Linked DNA regions of Hordeum vulgare: region 1 is linked to region 2. The links are chromatin contacts, called in public Hi-C maps. All regions are on one chromosome and are shown on one strand. The core of a region is the stretch at or near the end of the contact, and the rest is flanking DNA. Distances in the headings are between cores, read along the strand shown.

The links. A called contact is a pair of places that touch in the nucleus more often than the background predicts.
Region 1: a contact with region 2 is called in a Hi-C map of seedling, with 5 times the contacts expected there. The contact joins the promoter of LOC123447751 here to the promoter of LOC123447749 in region 2. A contact is called at or near these places in 2 of 6 Hi-C or Micro-C datasets (leaf and seedling).

The regions. Positions count from the first base shown.
Region 1 is chr4H:36,362,813-36,368,205 of MorexV3_pseudomolecules_assembly, reverse strand. LOC123447751 (receptor protein kinase-like protein ZAR1) reads right to left here and starts at 2,132. Exons shown (of 2, transcript XM_045124404.1): 1 at 1-2,132. The coding sequence starts at 1,644.
Region 2 is chr4H:35,442,284-35,448,260 of MorexV3_pseudomolecules_assembly, reverse strand. It overlaps LOC123447749 (thioredoxin-like protein 4B), which reads right to left and starts at 4,593. Exons shown (of 5, transcript XR_006631531.1): 1 at 4,404-4,593; 2 at 2,678-2,835; 3 at 2,012-2,078; 4 at 441-658; 5 at 74-339.

The sequences.
Region 1 (5,393 bases), core at 883-3,382, 920 kb before region 2:
CAGCCTCACCACGTTGGCGTGCCGCACGCGCCCGATGGCGCCCGCCTCGGCGGCGAACTCCTTGTACCGCTCCGGGGCCGCCGTGCCGCCGCCCAGCCGGCGCACGGCCACCGGCGTCGTCCCGTTGCCCACCACCACCTTGTACACGATCCCCTTCCCGCCCTTCCCGAGCACGTACGCCGACGACCGCAGCAGCTCGTCCAGCTCCATCCGGAACCCCTTGTCGATCGCCACCAGCTCCCCGTCCTCGCCTCCGGCACCGCCCCCGCCCCCGCCCCCGCCGCCGCATTTCTTCTCGCCGCCGCCGGCGTCTGACCCTTCGGACGAGTCCCCGCACGTGCTGGCGCGCATGCACGGGCAGGCGAAGAGACCTCGCCCCTCCTCCTCGTCGTCGTCGTCGCCGTCCCGGCGCCTGTCGCGCAGCTTCCAGTATATGTACACCACGATGACCCCGATGAGGGCGACGCCGGCCGCGTCGGCGACCGAGATGAGCACAATGAGGCTGGTCTTCATCGGCTGGCTAGGCCCACCGGCGCTGCCGCTGGAGCCAGTGGTGGTCGGGGGCGGCGTGGTTGATGCCGACGGCGGGGCCGCGCGGCAGGGGACCTGGAGCGGGAAACCGCAGAGCCCGGGGTTGTTGAGGAAGGCCGTGGGGCCCTGGCTGGCGAGGGACCCGGACTGCGGGATCTCGCCGGAGAGGTTGTTGAAGCGGAGGTCGAGGGTGACGGTCGCCGGGAGGTGCCCCAGCTCCGGCGGCACCGCGCCGGAGAGGTGGTTGCGGGAGATGTTCAGCGTGCCGGCCAGCGCGGGGAGCCTGCCGAGCTCAGGCGGGATGGCGCCGGTGAGGGAATTCGATGACAGGTCGAGCAGCTGCAGGCTTTCCATCAGCGGCAAGGCGGCGGCCGGCATGCGACCGGAGAACCCATTGTTGGAGAGCAGCAGCCGCTGCAGCTGCCTGCAGCGGCCGAGCGCCGGCGGGAGCGGGCCGGCGAGCGAGTTCCTGGAGAGGTCGAGGTTCTGCAGGCGCGGGAGGTCGCAGAGCGAGGCCGGGAAGCCGCCGGTGAGGTTGTTGTCGTAGAGGAAGACGGAGCGGAGGGACGTGGCGTTGGAGAGCGCTGGCGGGACGGCGCCGGACAGCCGGTTGCCGTGGAGGTTGAGCCGGCGGAGCAGCGCGAGCGAGCCGAGCTCGGGCGGGAGGGAGCCCGAGAGGTTCTTCCCCGCGACGGCGACGCCCGCCACGCGCGCCTCGGAGGAGGAGGTGTTGACGCAGGCCACCCCCGGCCAGCGGCACGGGTCGGTGTCGTTGGCCGACCACGCCGCCAGCGCCGACGTCGGGTCGTCGGTCACCGCGGACTTGAACGCCAGCAGCGCGAGGCCGTCGGGCGACAGCGCCGCCGCCGCCGGCGACGTGGCCAGCACGAGGAGCAGGATTCCGAGTGAGGAGTGCAGTAGGCTCCTCATCCTCTGCAATAATCGTGTCACCGTGCGTGCACTGGAGAGAGAGAGAGAGAGGTGGTTGTGGTTGCGCCCGGTTGGCGAAGCGTATTTAAGGCGTGATTGATACTGGCGGACAGGCATGCATGCACATCTATCTGGGCCAAACTGCATGCACCGTGGGTAGCTACCAACTATGGATCCGCGCATGCTGATTTGATTAGCAAGCTCGCTCAATGATGCTTAGTAAGTTACTATAGTCGGTGTAGCACTGTTTGTGTTGAGGTTCGACTCTTTTGTGGTTTCTTTTCGCACCCACGGGCTGAGCACCATGGCACGGGTTCTTGAGCGATCGAGAAAAGCTTTGGAGAGGTTGGTGACGCAGTGATGGATGGATGGATGCATGCATGCCAGTGAGCCGGTAGTGTGGAGGTGGTTACGGTGGTGGCCCGGCCATGGGTGCCAAGCAAGAGGGAGAGCGGCGGTGGAGGGGAGTAGAAGGGAAGCAAGGCCCGGGGTGGGAAGCAAATCATGTGTTTGTGTGTGGCCAATGGCCAAGGAGTAGATGGACTACTAATTCCTGCGCAGCGAGATTGAGTCTGAGTGGCCTCTTTTGGTGGACGTGCGTGGTGCCATCGTGCTGCTGTGGCTAGCCCAGACTGGACCGGATCGCGACAGATATATAAAAGGTTGACTCTCTTCTGTGCTAGTCTTGGTCCCATGCCAAATGGAGTTCAATAGTTCATGCAGCTAGCAGTATGGAAAACGGTGGCGCTTGATTCCCTGAAATCACCACGTTCCGGTAGGCACCATGACCTTTTATTTGTTTGTTTGTTTAGGAGCCGCTTGATTGAAGTGAAAGCTAAACAACCGGCCGGCGTTTCAGGTCAAAAGTCAAATTAAACTGCTTCTTTCTTTCGTTGTGGGGCGATTTGGGGTAGATAGAATAGAAGCCGTTAGAAACATGGGACGGCCGGCCGGCCGGCAATCAACATCTGACGGCGATCTTGGTACATATGCCATGCACGGCCACGCATCCGAACCACGAGTCCATATAACGAATTCTACATATGCACCGTTTTCACCGTCAGAAAGAGTAAAGCTGGCACCAAGAAGCAGTGGTAGGCTGGCAGCAATCCCAAGTTATCAGGTTGCAGCAAACGCAAGCTACGTATGTGGCGGAAGGACAACGCTCTGGTTATGGCATCAGTGGTTTTCAACATCATCTGCACCAGTTATAAGAACAATAAACTACTGTATATATATAGGGCAGATAAAGGAGATAAAAAGTGCGGGGTCGTACGTATTGCTGCTAACTTGACGAGGAGATGTTGAAAACGAAAAGTACACAGGAGGAGAGGTGTGTGGTGCTGCATCGGCCTTTTCCCATACATTGCCTCCTTTAGAGCATCTCCAACAACACCCGCGCTTCGCGTGGCGCCCAAAAAACCTGTTTGCCGCGCGCCCATCGCCTGGTTTGGCGCGTCGCGCAGCGCTGGCTACAGCAGTGCGTAAAAATGCAGCGCGCGCACAACATTTCCAACTAGAATAGATTGCAAAATCAGCAAAATAAATAGATTGCATAAAATAAAAAAAGATACAAAGTTATTTTACATAGATTGCAACTAGATAGATAGTTCGAAAATATAGATAGATAGTTCGGTGCAAGTAGATAGATAGTTTAAAAACATAAAACTTTTAATCCCAGTCGCTCCAATCATCTGCACCATCATCATCGTCGTTGGTGTCGTCAGAGGTTGACAGCCAGATGTCCAACCAACGCTCATCTTCTTCAGTGAAGAAGGACCTCCCGCCTGCTGCGACGATGTCGGCCTGCGCACTCGCCAATGCCTTCCGCCGACGCCTGTCCAACCGCTCCTCGCGGCGCCTTGCCCAATAATCCTGCTCGTAGGCGACGTCCTCCGGGTGGCGCCGGCGCCACTCCGCCATGACCCGCTCGTCCTCCTGGGTGACGAGGAGGCGGCGCTGCCGCGCAGTGTGCTCCGCACGGTCTTGTGCGGAGTTTAGACGAGACGGGGGGGAGGGGGGGGGGCGACGTCCAACGCCTGCTAGAGCGTGTGGACGTCCTAGAAGTTCATCTGGCGGCGCGGCCTGCCTAGGCGCCACGCCGCCGCGTCGAACGCGCGGGCGGCCTCGTGCGCCGTGTCGTACGTGCCGAGGCTGAGCTGGAGATCGCCGGAGCGTATCTCGGCGTAGAACCCCGTTGGGGCGCTGGCAGACGTTGCGGTAGCCCGACGCAGAACGGTGGCGCGGCGACATGGTGGCGCGTCGGGGGCGGGGCGCTGGAGCGGTGGCGGCGCGCTGGGGCGATGGCGGCGCACGAGGTAGAGGAAGAGAGAGAGCGGTGGCGGCGCGCGAGGGACCGGTGGAGCGCTGCGTTTTATAGGCGCGCGGGAAGCGGCGCGGCAAAAATGACGCGCGAGCTGCCGCCTTTTCGCGCGCGCGCAAGCGGTTCCCGCGCGCACGGTTTTCCCGCTGTCGCTGGAGCGCGCCAAACTGTCCCGCGCGCGCTAAAATATCGGTTTACCGCGCACGTCTTTTTGCGCGGCTGTTGAAGATGCTCTTATAAACACGATGTATCGCTTGGGAGCAATTAAACATCACTGCCTTGCAAAAAAGGGTCTTGCGTTTTGAAGCGAGACCCATGGCATGTCAACTTCTTAAGCAGCGCTGAAATATATGACACGTTTGGTAATTCCTTCGTCACAGTTTATAAGGCATGCATGTGTACCTAGGTCGTCAATTTAACTTATACTCCCTCCGTTCCTAAATATAAGTCTTTGTAGAAATTCTACTAGTAGACTACATACGGATGTATATAGACATACTTTAAAGTGTAGATTCATTCATTTTGCTCCGTATGTAGACTCCTAGTGAAATATCTTAAAAGACTTATATTTAGGAGCGGAGGGAGTATAAAATATATTGTTTAACATAAAAATTATATCATTAGAAAATAGAACATCTAAAGTTTCTAATGATATATTTTTTGTAATATATGTCTCTCATTAAGTTGGTCAAATTGACGACCTAGATACATGTGCCGGACTTATAAACTGAAACGGAGGGAGTAGACTGCATATGCCCCCGTCGGGCCCGCACAATGTAGTTTTGGGTACAATGTAATCTTGGACTGCATAGGAATCTTGACGTGCACGGACTTTAAAGCACCTCTCTGCCTGACTCACGAGGAACGCTTGAATCACACGTTTTCTCGAAGCCAAGCCCGAGCGCTATCCGAGGCATGTGGGGGGAGACGTCTACACATGCGGGGACACGCTGGAGAAGGGCGTTGTTTCCCTAAGTCATGATAAATCTTCTCACCGCTCACTCTCCCTTCTCTCACGGCGGCGACAAACACAAGATCTGGACGGCAAGTAGCAGCGGCGAGCACCGAATCCAATATCTGGATGACAAGCATCGACTTCATCACCCCTCGGGCACGCATTCAACAATGGCGGTAAGACCTTTGCCCCGATGGCATCAATCCACGCACTCGATTTACACATCGATAACCCTATGCTTCGATTTGAGACCAAACAAAATATATCCAATTACGAATTTTAGCGGTTGAATGAGATTGCATATGATTTTCACTAACATGGGGATAAAATCAAGCATAAGCCATTTACATCCATTCAAATCTAATGCAATCCAAGAAGCATTAGAGTGCCTAGACGCGACGAGCCTTGAGGTGCTTGGAGCAGCGGCAGCCTTCAGGCTTATAATCATTGACCTCCAAGGACAGTATAGGACAATCTGGCTCAGGAGCCCTGACCACCATCTCGACCGCTCCGGCATTGCCAGCATCCTCCATATTGACTGCTTCGCCATTGCCAGCATTCACCATCTCCTCTTGGTCGTCGTCCTTTAGAACGATGGTAACCAACGGCACAGTGACGATTGTCTGGTTGGCAGGACCTAGGACAGACATGTAT
Region 2 (5,977 bases), core at 3,344-5,843:
ACCAACCTAGTAGCCCAACAAAAAGACATGTCTTTTTCTCGATACCACCGAGATGGAGAATGCCATGCACATGTAAATTTTGATAACTGATTGCATCACTTCAAAACACCAACTAGTCTTACTACATATAACCAGGCTTGCACCAAACTAAAGTAACAGATAAGCACCTAATTGACCATTCTAGTTTTTGAAATACAGAAATCTACAGACTAGAGAGGGCAAAACACCAATTGCTGTATTATGCTATAACATAGAGAAACAGAGTTGATGCAAACCAGTGCAAATGCTAACTCTTGACTGTTCATCACCAAGCTCATCCAAGCACATCTCCATATCCTCCTGCAGTGCACCCCTTGTGATCATTCAAGTCGCAGAAGAAAAAAAGGAGCAAGGAATGCACCAGCTAGCACAAAGCTGGCTCAAGTCCCTTTTTTCCTTACCATGAACATCTTATTCTTTAGGTCTGGCAGCATGGATATGTGTGCAGAGGATGGGGGAATGAAACTCTTCCATTATCTAAAAGACCAATACATATGTTGAGAATGTGTGCTTCTTGTCATTAGACATCCTTGAAAAGGAGTTGGAATCTGGGTATCCTCTCTGGTGGAAGTGGGCAAGACACTATCAGTTTGCCTTTCATCGCGCCCCTGAATACTGCCTGCCATCAATAGATCACAATGAGCTGAAACGGAAACTACTTGTGTAGCAATGGTGTACAGAAGAACCTGTGACACACAATGCCAATCATCACAGATGAGTTCTGATGCCTTGAATCGGTTAAGTTTTTTTTTTGGGCGGAGACAATTGCATACCAAAAACCTCAGATAAAGGCAGTCTTAAGAAATAAGAATTAAAAAGCCCAATGGACCACCATACTATAATCAGTTCTCCTTTTTTAGTTTGCACCGATTAACATTAATGGATTCCATATACAAATTTAATATTACAACTGTACCAAAATTTGCAGTCCTTTCTTTCAAGAACGGAGGGACTAGATTACAAAGCCTCTGTGTTTCCCTTCCCACCAAGGGTTTGGTGATCATTTGTACAAGGCCAATGGCCTATAAAAGGCACCTCATGGATCGTTTGTAAGCCATCTCTCATATAGAACAAGAGCTCTCCTTAAAGGTGTGGCCTAAAGCTTCTTCAGGTGATCCATTCGGACAACTAGAGGTTCAAGTAAATTTTCCTCTGAGCATTGGTCTTGGATGGAAGGGGTCGGTAAGGAATTCATTTCATGCCGACGGACTGGCCGCCGACACATCTCTGGATTGACACGTTGTACCTGAAGCTACAGCCCTCAATGGGGTTACGCCACGCTCAACTGGGAGTCATGGCTGAACCCGGTTAAAAAAATATCTTGTCTGACTAGACATCTAACAAGTCTCCATGTTGGTAGTTGGACCCAGTTGAGAAGGTTGATTCGTACCATGCCATTTTGTTCCATCAAAAAGGAAACAGGATAGTGCCGTCATTAAAAAATATATCTTTTGAGAAGTTTTACAGCATGCCTTTGGGTTTTTACATGGTCTTCTCCAATTTTGAAAACATATTACAGTAGAGGACCAGTATCCACAGGAAAAATAACCATTTTCATTCAGATTTCCTTTGTTATTCAAACATGTACTCCAATTAACTGTTTGCATGAGATTACACCAAATTGTATAGGATATATCAGCCCTATCATAATATACATTTCTCTGTTCTCTTTACATATATTCTTGATCATGTGGATTCTGAACAGCAATTCACAAATGTATGGACAGATATCTATAATCTATACCTGTGTATAATCTGTAGCTAACTATAGTCAGTCCTCCTTTTTAGTTTGCACAGATTAACATTCATGGATTCCATACAAAAAATTAATATTACAAATGTATCATGAGGATCTGCATTTACCAAGAAAGTACAAGGATTATGATGTTCACATCATTAACTTGCCATTGTCAATAGTCGAACCTGATTACTGAAAGAATTCGAGAAAGTACAGGACTTTGCACCCACTCACCTCAACTACATCAATGAAGTCTTGCTTGCTGCTGAAAGAGCCTATCCATTTTGTGTGATCAGGTGTCCTGTAAATATACAATATAACAAGTTCATCATTCATTTTGCAAGTATAGTATGCCACGAAATAAAACTAATATGATATCCCTGTTGGTGCGTACAATTCAGTATCAACCTAACCAACTCTTTGAAGTTCGATTAAGTTCAGACCGCAGCCACAGATACATTTTCTCATATGTTTGAAAGTTTCTCCATAAATCTTTCATGCAATCTATTTGAAATTCCAAATGAGTCATGTCAAATCTTTTGTAGATCTTGGAATGTGTAGTCATTAATATAAACTCAGTTGTCAGGAGTATCAGAGGAAAATGGATGTCTCTTAGATTTTTTACATCATGATACATATCTATGTGAAACCAACATGAACACAGGGTGGCAATTTTTTTGGAAATAGTAATATCAGCTAACTAGGCATTATTTGAAATACATCAGAGACAGTGGTAACTTTAGGTCGGTGTCATTCAGATACACACAGGTCATTTCAAACTCTGAAGAAAAAGGCTTGGACGGTATCAACATGAATTTATATAGGTATAGAAAAAGTAAGACGGACATATCTAAATAGCATCATAGCAAAGAAAATAACAGAGGAAGATCAAAAACATACCCTGAATCCATTTTCATGTGATGAGCATTGAAGAAAAAAATGGTTGCTGGGACCAACGTGATATCAAAATAGTCAACATACACTTGAATCTCCTCAGAATCCATGTCAACCAATGCTACCGTTGCAAATTTGGATATGTCCCAAGAAGATTTTGCGAGCTGTTGAAACAGCAAGAACAGGATAAAATCAAGAAAATAGCATACACATTACAGAATTCATAAAATTTGATGCAGAAAAGGATGTGAATGAAAAGCTTGCCATCAATAAGTTCAATTAATTTACAAACAATCCTATCAAACAAATGAGGAGAGCATGCATCAACTGATGCAAAAAAGGGCCTCAGTATAGCTGAGCCCAGCACCCCCGCGGAGGCGAGCTGAGGAGAGCATAGCTGCCTCCATCCACCCTGGCCGCCTCGCCTCGCCCGCGCCCCGCCCCTCCCGAACCCCGGTGGCGGCCTCGCCCGTGCCTTGCCGCGCGGCGCCCCTCCCGAGCCCCGGCGGCGATCTCGCCCGTCGCGCCGCGCCCCTCCCAAGCCCTTGCCCCGTCGCGCCGCGCCCCTCCCAAGCCCCGACGGCGGCCTCGCTCGTGCCTCGCCGCACCGCACCCCTCCCGAGCCCCGGCAGCGGCCTCGCCCTCTCCCTCCCCGCCAGGACTCCTCTCCCTGCGCCCCGCCGACCCTCCTCTTCCTCCCTCGCAGTGCACCTCTTCCTCCTCCCTCTTCCTACCAAACAAAGTCTCACCTCAGCATGTATCAACGCATACATTACTAGCAAACAACAGCAAATGCATCTACTCAGCATGTTTACACTGGCCATGTCTTAGGTGGGAACAGCCATGCTAGGTAGGGAATGCAACCAAACACGCCCTAAGAGTGTCCAAGCATTCTTTTCCTCTGCTCCTCTTTTGTTCATGTCGCGTCACTGTAAGACATGTGTATTAACAATCTAGCTTTTACCATGATTGGCAGATTCTTCTTAGAACATACCCAGTAATCCAGTTTAAGGTTAAATCATTTGAATATCAGGTTCTGCCTCTTAACCCTACCCTGCTCAAGGCGACCAAGTTTGTAATTGCATTAGCCCTTAGTGGTTTTCAGAACTACAGGATATACAAACCAGGCTTGTCATCTCATTCCCACAGGGAAAATTATACTACTGAGTACTCCCTCTGTAAACTAATATAAGAGTGTCTAGATTACTAAAGTAGTGTTCTAAATGCTCTTATATTAGTTTACGGAGGGAGTATTTGTGAACAGACAACAGTGCGATCACTCTTAAGAGTAAAGGAAATGACTACCTCGCTGCCCTATAACCTGACAGTAAAAAGTTGAAATCGACTTCAGACAAGGTAGTAACACATAGCTTCATCAGGCCCATGTTCATCACGCGGCAACAGTTTCCTCTCCATAATAAACCTTACAACTTAACTAACAGTGTACTAGAAATCAGCACCTAATCAGGGCAGTACCTGCCAAAACGGCAAGACAAACTAATGTGCATAACAAGACCCTCCAAGAACGTAATCAGACTGAACCAACTGTTCACAGCCACTGTCAAATTCCTACCAATCCAATCACGTCGGCGCAGAAGAAATATAAGGAATCCCCAACGGAGTATTCATGGACCGGCCGGCATGACGAGAACCGGTGGAATCATACGGTAGCTACGGCGGAGAGGATAAGGGAGAGGCGCGGCGCGTCGGCGGCGATGTGCTGCGTACTTACGACGTCGTCGAGCTGGAGGCAGGCGGCGTCGGAGGCGCGGCCGAATCGGAGGACAAGGACCTTGTCGAGCGTGTCGCGGATGGCGGCGTCGACCTCCCGCTTCCGCCGCAGCGTCGGCAGCACCACCGACCCCATCTCGCCCCTCTCTCCCCTCGCCGGACTGCTGCAACCTGCAAGGAATGAAGGAAGGAAGGAATCAACGGATTCCCCACACCTATCCTTCCGCAAACAGGCCTGTCCTTGAAACGGCCCAGAAACGAATATGAGCCTGTTTCAGTCGGCCCTCGAGTAGTCTTCAGCCCAGATTAACAGCCCACACATCATTTTCTTATTCCAAAAATAACCATGTGATGATTTGTTTCTTTAGGAAAAGCCATCATATATAGTTAACTTCCCCTAAAAAAATCATATATCTAACTAACAATGGTTACATCGTATGCTAACAAACTGCTAATCAAGCTTGGGGCATATCTGAGCACAAAAATGGCAAATTGCTCCTACCTAGCCGAGCTAATTCATGAGCCATTGCATTAGACTCCCTACCACAATGCCTAATTAAAATCATACTAAATTTCTTCGTAAAATTACGGTAATGTTCAAAAATCAGAGTCGCCATCACACATTGTCAAGTTTAACTTCATCGCCTTAATCGCGGACACACAATCTATTGGATGATGACATCAAGTCGCATTGCCAAGAATAGACCTTCCTGCAGGGCTGCAGCTGTTGTAACCACATCCGCAACCTGCTCCAGCCTAGCCATTTCCCATGCTAGCAAAGGCACTAGTAGGTTTGCTCTTTTGCACCACAAGCACGTGAGTTATCTTTCTCTTAAGAATGATGCATGGGTTGACGTTAAGGATCTGATAGACATCTTTTTTTCAACAGTTTAACCATGGCTCTGCCTTCTAACAAAGCGAGTAAATTTAGAGTCATTGCTTGTATTGCCATTGATGTATGTCTCGGTGGTGGACCTCCTTCTCATGTGCACACTGCCGTACTTGCCACCAAATATAGTAGCAACACCATATTTAGTGTTTTGTGGTCGTGTCATTGCAGAGGTTGGATTTATTTATCTTATCTAATCGATTCATTGACAATCAAACCTTTTCGTCAAAAATGTCAAGTCCAATATTGAGTACTTTTTTAAGATTGTCTAATATATACCATTGATGAGGCGTGTTAATTAACAACTTACCGAGACAGCTCTATGACCTGCAAACCAAAAAAAGATATGTGTATTATTATTATTATTATTTTATTATTATTATTATTATTATTATAGTCCTACTACTACTATTCTCATTTTCATTCTCATTCTCATTCTCATTATTATTATTATTGTTGTTGTTGTTGTTGTTGTCGTCGTTGTGTCTGTGTGTTTTTCCGCATATTAAATAACATGGTAATAGTACTGTTATCATATAATTAACAAAAAAATACATAACTTTTTTAAATAATTTTTCTGAATTGTATTCCATTTTCTAACTCGGTTCATGTTTACAACTTTAAATACAAAATATGTGTCAACCCATACAACTCCAATATAACCAAACAAAATTATGTGATGGACA